2 separate regions of the Hordeum vulgare genome follow, and region 2 is linked to region 1. The links are chromatin contacts, called in public Hi-C maps. All regions are on one chromosome and are shown on one strand. The core of a region is the stretch at or near the end of the contact, and the rest is flanking DNA. Distances in the headings are between cores, read along the strand shown. Region 1 has its middle 34 kb from the start of LOC123441160. Region 2 holds the start of LOC123445685 (pumilio homolog 1-like).

Region 1 (5,165 bases), core at 441-2,940:
GGAATGGTAACCAAACCAGGTTTTGAGAAGATACGTGGTTATGAGAGACGTCTCTAGACACACAATATCCGACTTTATATAATATTGTACAATGTAAGGATGCTTATGTTGTTACAATTATGCAAATGGTTCCTCTTAATATTCAATTTAGGAGATCTCTAGTGGGCGAACGTTGGAATGCGTGGCTCCATCTTGTCCGTCATTGATGGAAGTTTACTTGTCGGACCAACGAGACACAATTCATTGGAGATTAACTACAAGTGGTAGGTTTTCAGTGAAATCAATGTATCTGGACCTTATCAATGTCGGATAATACCTACTTCTCCACACATTTGGAAAATTAAAGTACCACTCAAGATCAAGATTTTCATGTGGTTTGTTCACAAAGGTGTGATACTTACGAAGGATAACTTGGTTAAATCAGGATCATGCTCATGCGGTTGTGGTAATTGAGAAGAAGGATAGGTGATTGTCTGCAAGGTGATAAGCTTCTAGCAGTGATACAACAGGTGGTCAACATGAGCAGAAGTCCTTCACATTTGTTTGTTGAAAAATTATCACTTTGGGATGCTGATGTTAGAGATAACAAAACTGAAAGGAGGCATGTTGTTTATACCGAATTGCATGCTTGCACTTGCCTCGAGTGGTAACACACTGGTAAACCATATGAGCATGTCATTTTCTTCTTAGCCTTCCCACCGAAGATAAACATGCAGCCATATTTACATGAATATTATTCGGTAGAAAAATTCAAAGCTGCATATGCTACTCCAATTCCAGCACTTACAAATCAGTCTCAGTGGCATGAAGTGAAGATAGAATTTTCCATGTGTCCTCCCTTGACGAAAAGAAAGGATGGAAGGCCTAAATAGAGTAGATTCAGGGCATGGACTGAGAAAGGTGGGAGTAGTACGAAGGGAAAGAAAGATGGAAAGAAAAAATAGGGCCCAAAAAGGTAACAAAAACAGATGCTAATTGTGCGAGGAACTAGGGCACAGAGTGGGATTTGTCAAATGTCGTTACACTCCTGAAAAGCCAAACTATGTTCTTGTTTATTTGTGTGTGTTTTGATTTGGTCCTTTTTTTCCAATTATATCCATGACATGTTTTTTTCCAATGGCCAGGAGGAAGCTTGCAAGTCAACCCCTTGTTGTTGAAGAGTGTTGGCCAACAAAAAAAGTAAGAGTTAATGGCTGCAAAAAGAAAAGAAATGTGCATGTCGAAACAGAACCTCTTTTAGATGTTTTTGCAAACTAAACCTGAGCGTGTCAAGGTGCAGACTAAAGACAATTCTGCTGCAGTCAAGTTTCAGACCGAAGAAACTCATGTCGAGGTGCACATTGAAGAAGTGCCAAGGTGAAGAAGGGCACACGGCGTGGTAGAACTGAAAACTGTTTGATAATTTGTGTCATGTAGTAATATTTGTAACTTGGTGCGCACTGGTATGTACTTATCCCCATATTTTTATATGAACTTGTTTGGTCATATTTTAAAAACTCAAATTCTATCTTATAACAAAATTTAAATTTGAGCTTAAATTCAAATATGATACGTACATTAACATTTTATTTGTTAAATCTACAAGTAAAACTGTACACAGAATATAAATCAGGGCGGAGATAAAACTACATTGGTGGCCTTTCCTCCTCCTCTCGTCGGCTACAGCTAGAGCGGTCTCCGTCGTACTCTCATCAGTAGCACTGGTCCCGGTCTCCGTCGCCCCACTTGCATGCAGGCCCATATATTTTTCGATACTGTCCCTTCCAATCTTTATCCAGGATTCCAAACCAGCTAGTACGCGTTTGCTTCGTGTGCACAACGCTGAATGCCTAGGTTAGGAGTAGGACATTTTGTAGTCGTCCTCCTCCTCCTCGCTTCAGCACGAAGCAAGCCGGAAGCTGAAATATGTGCCCAGGTTACAGTCAAGTCTGAATTCAGTCAGAGATAGGAGCCGGAAGCTGAAATAGGAGTAGGAAAGAGATCACAGTCAAGTCTGAATTCCAGAATTTACAGCAACAGCAACAGCAGCACATATTCTGTACAAAAGTTTAGCAGCTGCGGCGTCGATTCAGCACGCAGCACGCCAGATGAGCCTTCTTCTTGTCCGGGAAAGGATAGGCGTAACAACCTGCTGAGGCGGGAATGCCTGATTAGATTAGGGCGTAGATTTCAGATCCCGGTTCGTTCGCTGTCTACATTTCAGATCCCAAAAATGGTTTGTTAATTGTGCAGGATGTGCTTACCAGCAACCGGTTTATGATGAAATTTGGCTCACTCTTCAAGATTACCACCTCACATTGTCATGGAAATTACTATTATGGGCTGTTAGAATATTTGAAATATCGTGAACAGATTTCAGATCTCACTATTTCGAAACTGAGAACAATTTTGAAAACTCGTGAACAAATTTGGAAGCGCAAAGAATTTTTTAAAGCACGAACATTTTTCGAATCTTGATAACAAATTTTTGAAATCGAGAACAATTATGAAAACTACTGAACAAATTTGGAAGCGCGAACATTTTTTTAAAGTACGCACATTTTTTGAATCTTGAGAATAAATTTTTGCAACAGAGACCAATTTTAAAAAACCCCGCAAATTTTTGGAAACGCCTTAAAACATGAACAATTTTTGAATCTTGAGAACAAATTTTAAACCGAGAACAATTTTGAAACTTCCTGAACAAATTTAGAAGCGCGAAAAATTCTTTAAAACATGAACATTTATTGAATCTTGTTAACAAATTCTAAACCAAGAAATTTTTTGAAAATTACTGAACAAATTTGAAAGCACAAAAAATTTTTTCCAGCACTCACATTTTGAATCTTGAGAACAAATTTTTAAACGTAGAACAATTTCATAAAACGTCGAACAAATTTGAAAGCGCGGACATTTTTTTAACATAAAAATTGTTTGAATGTTGAGAACAAATTTGGAAGAGCAAGCAATTTTTTAAAGCACAAACATTTATTAGTCTTGAGAATAAATTATTGAAACCGAGAACAATTTTTGAAAAAAAAAACGATCATATTTGGAAGCGCAAACAATTTTTTAAAGCACAGAATTGTTTTAAATTTTAAGAATAAATTTTGAAACGAGAACAAATTTGAATCTTAAGAACAAATTTTGGAAAATACAGAACATTTTTTTAAAAATCAAGAACATATTTTGAAAATCCTTTTTTTTAACCCAGAAGATTTTTTGTAACAGAAAAAAAAAGAAACCAGAAAAAACCGCCTGGGAACCTCTAGAAACCAGAAAAAAGGGCTGAAACTCTAAAAGGTTTTCTAAACCGGACGCTGCAACCCCGCTAAATGGGCCAGGCCATGTAAAATTGATCTTCTTCCTGCTTTGTATGAAGCCTGACAGCACTTCACATACAAGGTTTCCACTCCCTCGCTCACTAGGAGAATGGCATTGCAGAGACCGAGCTCCAGTGAGCCCGGTATATCAAAAAGAATTAATATATTTAAAAGCTTTAAAAAATAACAAAAAAATTTATACAAATACATATACATGGTAGTTAAATATGTAAAACAATTCATCAGGTAATTCTGCTGTTTGTGTGCTACATAAAAAAGATAAAAATCTGGTCGAAATACAACAAAAATAAGGCCCATTTTAATCTGTGTATCTTTTTTTTGTATACGCTACATAAGAGCATAAATATTAGTGGAAATTTATGTGTATGTATTATGAATATGTACCTATGTATATACTTTTTTTCAAATTTGTTTAGTGTGTGAAAATAGTATTTTGGTAAAAAAAAGAAGTCTCACTCGAGCCCGGGAGCTGCAATGCTTTAGCGGCTCACGAGCCTCTTTTTCGTACAATTCATTTTTCGTACACGAGTGGTCTGGAGCAGTGGATGAGTAGCACAGGTCCCAGTCTCCATCAGCATGCCACGGCCAACCCACTTGCAGAGCCATATCTTTTTTTTTTTTTCGGAAAGAGCCATATCCTTTTCGATTCTGCCTCAATCTTTATCCAGGATTCCAGACCAGCTACTACGTACGAGAAGATGTGTTGGCGTTTGCTTCGTATGCACACCGCTGAATGCCTCAATGAATGGTCTGCGGTGAGTCAAGCTGCCAGGTTAGGACACAGATCACAGCCAGCCCAAGTCTGATTTTTTAAATATAAGTCTTTTAGAAATTGCATTACGGACTACATACGACATAAAATAAATAAATCTGCATTCTAAATTATATAAATCCTTATATAATCTGTAAAGAAATCTGAAAAAAATGTGCTTTTTTATTTCTGATTTACAGGGCTTAAATTTAAAATCTCATCAGACATATGATCAGTGGAAGAGTGTATCTCATCTGCCTCACCGAGCTCGCACCCGCCCATGCGCCCGCCCCGCCGGCTCACTGAACGCCTGGATGAATGGTCTGCGGTAACTAACTGAGAAATGGAAGTTGTGTCGTCGTCATTGCTTCAACACGAAGCAAGATAGAGCTGGAAGTATCTCTTCCTCTTTTGGAAACATTTGCCCAAGTTAGGACAGAGATCACAGTCAATCCCAAGTCTGAACTTCAGATCTCAAGGTTTACAGCAGCAGCACATATTCATGAGTAGAAAACTACAGCAGGCTGCGGTGTCGCTTCAGAGTTCAGACGCGGCAAGCCCGATGAGCTGGAAGCGGAAGGATCTTCTTCACTTCTTCTTCTTCTTCTTGTCCGGGAAAGGATAGGCGCAACAACCTGCTGAGGTGCCAATATGCATGTGCTTAGATTAGGACACAGATCACAGTCACCTCCCAGTTCGTTCCCGGTCTGAATTATCCCAAAATGGTTGGTTGGGCAGGATCTGCTTACACCAGCTGGTATATATTTCCTTAAAATAGGAGAAATATTGGAGTCGAACGGTTCCAAAATCGTCCTTGTCTGATCCAAAGTTAGTGCAATTTCAACCGCGCGATCCATTTCGTTCACGCGTGTCTGGTTGGGTCGTTGTGGACACAATACACAACCTAATGCGTCGATTCAAATGGACGCGCATTTTTTTTATCCGTGTGTGATATGATTAAATTTGGGTCGGATGTGCATCAACGAGGACACGGGACGGACGTGCGTGACGTGCGCCCTTCTACTTCCCCTGGCCCGTCCGTCGGTGGTACATTATCACCATTTCCCACCAATTTCCCAAAAAACTTCCAC
Region 2 (5,049 bases), core at 571-3,070, 100 kb before region 1:
TTAACAAACCCCAAAGCCACAAAGCAAGTATGAAAGAACCTGGTACTCTCATGGTTAAAGGGGTTATGCAAACATTTAACTTTGTATGTGTTATAGACCATTGACTTATGACGAATGGATCTCATAGTAATGACAACAATTGGTTTGGTTCAACACAAATATTCTCCTAACACTATGTCCTCGAAGTTTCCAGCATAGTTAAACCCATGATAAAAAACATAACTATCATGCAACACTTGAGCTAGTCTTAGGCCTTGTTTGTTTGGGCTTTTACTTCTGCTTTTGCAGCTTCTCCACCTTAACAAAAAAGCCACAAAAACATCTAAATGGGGTCTTTTTGCTTTGGCTTTTGGCTTATGAATCCATATTGTGATATGATGGTATACGCCAAAAGCCGAAGCAAGACGCCCCTATTTAGGAGCTTTTGTGGCTTTTTAGCTAAAGTGGAAAAGCTGCAAAAGCAGAAGCAAAAGCCTAAAACAAACCGGAGCTTAGAGAATTTTTAACCGTTTATTATTTCAAACGTGCACATAAGTTTTCCATTTATTATTGCACAAAATATAACGCACAATTATGAACATTGAGATAAATGACAACTATTATAGTTGCCTCTATGGCATATCTCCTATAGTCTATATAAAGGAAACATTTCAAATCCCTCAAATGATAATTGGGAAACATAAAACATGCGCACTGCTCAATAGATGCCCTCTAGGCGCATCCTCCGCTTCCCCCAGCCGACCTTATCTCTTCGACCCCTCTCTCCTTCACACGTCCTTCCCCACTCGCCCGTTCCCCTCCCATTCTTTATTTGTCCGAGGAGAGATGCTCCCATGATGGTGTGCGACCACCTCGCACACGATGTTGAGAACCAGGAGGAGGACAGTGCCACAAATCCCCTACTTCCACAAATCGAGAGAATATTCGACGTGGACCACCACCTTCCCATCCCCCACTAGGGTTGCGAGGATAGCATTCAATGGAAGCATCTAAGAATGGCCATCGGAGCTGTGATTGAGCATCACACGTGTCCCTCCTGGAGCTTCAATGGAGCGTGCTGACGTTGCGACGATGACCACGACAAATGGTCGGTGGGATCGTTACAACTCTAGTGATGTTGCTTTCAAGATGTTTGGAGCACCGCCGGTGTCGCGATGGAGCAGCGTCGGCCCGCAGGAAGCATAGTCGACGCTGCATTGGAGCTTTCCCGGACATCGTCGACGCTGTCTTGTAGCTTGTGTCACGCGACGCGACATGCCATGAGACCTGCAATGAAGTTTTGTCGATGTATCATGAGTGCCGCATTGAAGTTGTCATGTGTGCGATGCTGCGTGGCCGCGACCGAAGGACCACCATCCCGCGGATCGGACGGGCCACTAAGCGGATGATTACTTTAGGAGATCATTTCGTTGATTCATAGTACCCGTCTTATACTAATACCTTAACCGCAAAGATTTTTTCTAGAACATCATTCGATTGATTTGTGTCAGCCGCCTTATACAATACAAATATCTTAACTGCAAAGTAAAAGAAAATATACAAATTCTTGTATACATTTCACAGAATACAAAAGGGGCGGTCAACCTCAAAAAGGGCCTGAAACAAGAAACCCAATAAGAAAACTGGAAACCAGGGAAGCAAACCCCACCCAAGCAAAGCAAAGGCAAAGCTCGAGCCACCATGTGCGCGGGCCGCAAAACCCTAGGCCCCCAAACCCCCACCCCGGCGAGATCCCGCCCGTCCGCGCCCCCCATCCGACGGCGCCCAGCTCGCCGGCCGTCGTACTTAACCCGGCCGCAGCCGCACACCCGGACAGCGACTTCTCCACACTCCTCAGCTCACTCGCTGTTTAAAAAAAAGACAGCTTTGCTCTGCTCCGCTCCGCTCTCCTCCTTTCCCCCCACCCCCCTCCCTCAGACCCTCCTCGAGCGCAGCAATGGCCGCCCCATCCATGGCGGAATCTGGTTTCTAGCCCTGCTGAATCCTATCAAGTTCACTTCTTTTTTTCTTCTTGGGGGCGCTCGGCGTGGTACCAGCTTCCTGCGGCGCCGCCGCCGCCGGCTCTGGGCGTGGGGGAGGGATGGTGACGGAGATGGCGACGCGGGGGGAGCCCTGGCGGCGGCCGGAGGGGGAGCGGGGGATGGAGGAGGAGATGGAGCTCTTCCGCAGCGGCTCCGCCCCGCCCACCGTCGAGGGCTCCGCGGGCGCGCTCCACGGCGCCGACGTCTTCCTCGACGACGACCTCCGGGCCGACCCCGCCTACCACTCCTACTACTACTCCAGCGGCAGCGTCAACCCGCGCCTCCCGCCGCCGCTGCTGTCCCGGGAGGACTGGCGGTCGGCGCAGCGCCTCCGCCCCGTCCCCGGCACCGGCTCCGGTCTCGGCGGGATCGGCGACGGGAGGAGGCCGACCGGCGGCGCCGGCGCTGGGACGGGGCGGCCCGGAGACGGGCTCATTGGGATGCCTGGGCTCGAGATTGGCAGGCAGAGCAGCTTCTCCGGTCTCTTTCAGGTGATTCTTCTCAACAACATCTCCCTGTCTCGACTCATTTCTTATCATTAAGCTCATTTCACTGTGTTCTGGATATACTTGCCATTGGAGATTGGATTATGTCAACTCTGTAATGCTAATGTTCTGGTCTACTGAATCTTGCTAACTGTTAGAGAGGTTGCGGCGTGTGGTTAAATATTCAGTTTGTTCGATTGGTTTTGTTGCCTCTTAACATCCAGTCCAAGTGGCCAGAGTTCATGTTCATCTGAGTTATGGTCACTGTTTGAGCTGGTATTAAGTTATAGTATGCTTCTGCCGGTGTTCCTTTTGTTTCTGAATCGAATTGATTGGGTGTTACTGATAGTGATATATGCCAGCTGCTCCTTTTGTTTCTGAATCGAATTGTTTCAGTGTTACTGACGGTGATATAAGCCACTATGCCAGTTTCTCTGTTTGTTTCTGAATCGACTCATTCGGGTGTTATTGATTATGATACTAGCTGTAGATTTTTTTTGTATGCATGTGTATTGTTTAGCGGATGAAGTTAAGAGAAGGTTCAAGCTCTCACTCTTAATTATGTTTGTTAAGTTTTGGGCCTGTTAAAAAATATATTTCTGGTATGGTCACCCTAAAAGATTGGTTTTCCAGCTGCGCAAGTTGTTGACCAATGGACTATTTAAAGCCAAAAGCATTATGTTCCGGCTTTCATCTCGTTGGATGTTGTTACATAGATGAAATGGTGGCTGCTTCCTTTCCTTGTATGTAGGGGTGCAGAGCGGCGCCCGAATCCGTCCCGCTTCGTATACAAGGAAAATTTTAGTTCTAGCTTGGTTAAAGTACTCTAGTTCAATTTGTGCTAGCTTAGCACATTGGCGGGTCTTGGCGGGCCGCTGCCTTGCACCCCTACTTGTATGTTGGTCTTAAATCTTAATACGTGCGAACTGGTTGAATAGAAAGTTACCGAACTTATGTTGCATGTGTTCAGTTAGATTGACTAAAAATCTTAGTAGGAGTAATTTTAGTCTGCTTCCACTGAGGCTGCATAATATTGTACAAAAGTTTTCTGCTCTTATATTTGAATACTTGGGATTTTCTTCTCTTTCCATTGCTACCCATGTGTGATGTATCTGAAAGTATAAATCTGTGCTCTGGTGCACTAGATTAATGTGGTATGATAAATGCCTTACCTTCGTGGGTTCATACATATCGAATGGATTTGATATGAAGGTCATTGTAATACTTGCTTGGTCATGAGCATATGGCATTGCATTTACACAATACTATTATCTTAAATTGAACATTTAGGTCAGGTTTCTTATGCAGGCATGTGGGTGCATAATCTTTGTGTATAGCTCAATCCGTCTTTCCTTCAGTTGTCATTTTTCTCAAGGTAACTTGTTTTGCAGGATGACTCGTATCAACACGATACAAACAGGCAGGGTGCCAACCGCAATAGTACTGACTTGTCAGGTTCTTCTAGAAATCGTTATGGTCTTCATCATGAGTCTGGAGCTATTGGTGGCCTACAATATGATAGCAAAGCACCTCACCTGCCAGGCAATCAAAACAATGAGTCGACACATACATATGCATCAGTTATAGGGTCATCACTTTCAAGAAGTGCATCTCCTGACCCTGAGCTCGTGAGGAGAGTTCCTAGTCCTTGCCTTCCCCCGATTGGTGTGAAACTTGGTGCTACCAATAACCAGAACAATGGCGGTTCATCTTCTTTCAGCCGTAACTCTTCCAGCATTGGTGGATCTGATGATCTGGTGGCTGCTTTATCTGGTATGAACCTGTCGTCATCAAGACCAGTCAATGGACATGCTGACCAATCCAAGCTCCATCAGGATGTGGATAGTGTCCGTAAATTTCTCTATGACCAATACATGGACCACAAACATGGTAATGGACAACACTCCTACATGAAACATTCTGAACAAGGTCATTCCAAGGGACCTCAAGAATATCCTGCAGCTTCTATGAATTCTTCTATTATGAGGAATCAGATCAATGCTGGTGGATTCACATCATTTGACAACTCATCCCGGGGATCTGGCTTTTCTTCCCCAAGGATTGGTTCCCGGTCGCCCGGTGGGAGTTTATCTTCCCGACAGAATTTAGCTAACCTTGCAAACTACAGTGGAATTGGAAGTCCAACTGCGACATCTGGTCATCAGTTGCCCGTTGACCCACTCTATGCTCAATTTCTTCGGGCAGCCGAAATTGCTGCTTTTGCAGCCAACTGCGAGGACCCATTGATGGAGAGGGGTAACCTGGGAAGTTCTTACATGGATCTATTTGGTCATCAGAATGATTATCTTGGTCCATTGCTTCAGTCACAGAAGCAGTATGACTACTATGGGAATCTCGGGTCTGGTCTTGGTTATGCTGGGAACTCTTTGACAAGTCCTGTTTTTCCCACTTCGCCAGGTGGACCTGGTAGTCCACTCAGGCATGTGGATCGCAGCATGCGCTTCCAGTCCAGTATGAGAAACTTTGGTGGTTCCTTTGGCTCCTGGAATTCAGATTTTGGTGGTAAGATGAATGCCAATTTG

What was found. Hi-C and Micro-C count contacts between places; a contact is called where the count stands out from the background.
Region 2: a contact with region 1 is called in a Hi-C map of seedling, with 2.7 times the contacts expected there. The contact joins the promoter of LOC123445685 here to the enhancer-like site in region 1. A contact is called at or near these places in 2 of 6 Hi-C or Micro-C datasets (leaf and seedling).

The regions. Positions count from the first base shown.
Region 1 is chr3H:614,621,531-614,626,695 of MorexV3_pseudomolecules_assembly, reverse strand. No RefSeq gene overlaps it. Among protein-coding and RNA genes, the nearest start is that of LOC123441160, 34 kb to the right of the region's middle. Within about 2 kb of position 1,690, at least 3 of the 3 cell types and tissues checked have open chromatin away from gene starts, as enhancers often do. A contact at or near this core is called in leaf and seedling, where this site is marked.
Region 2 is chr3H:614,723,125-614,728,173 of MorexV3_pseudomolecules_assembly, reverse strand. LOC123445685 (pumilio homolog 1-like) reads left to right here and starts at 1,820. Exons shown (of 9, transcript XM_045122710.1): 1 at 1,820-2,512; 2 at 3,898-5,049. The coding sequence starts at 2,081.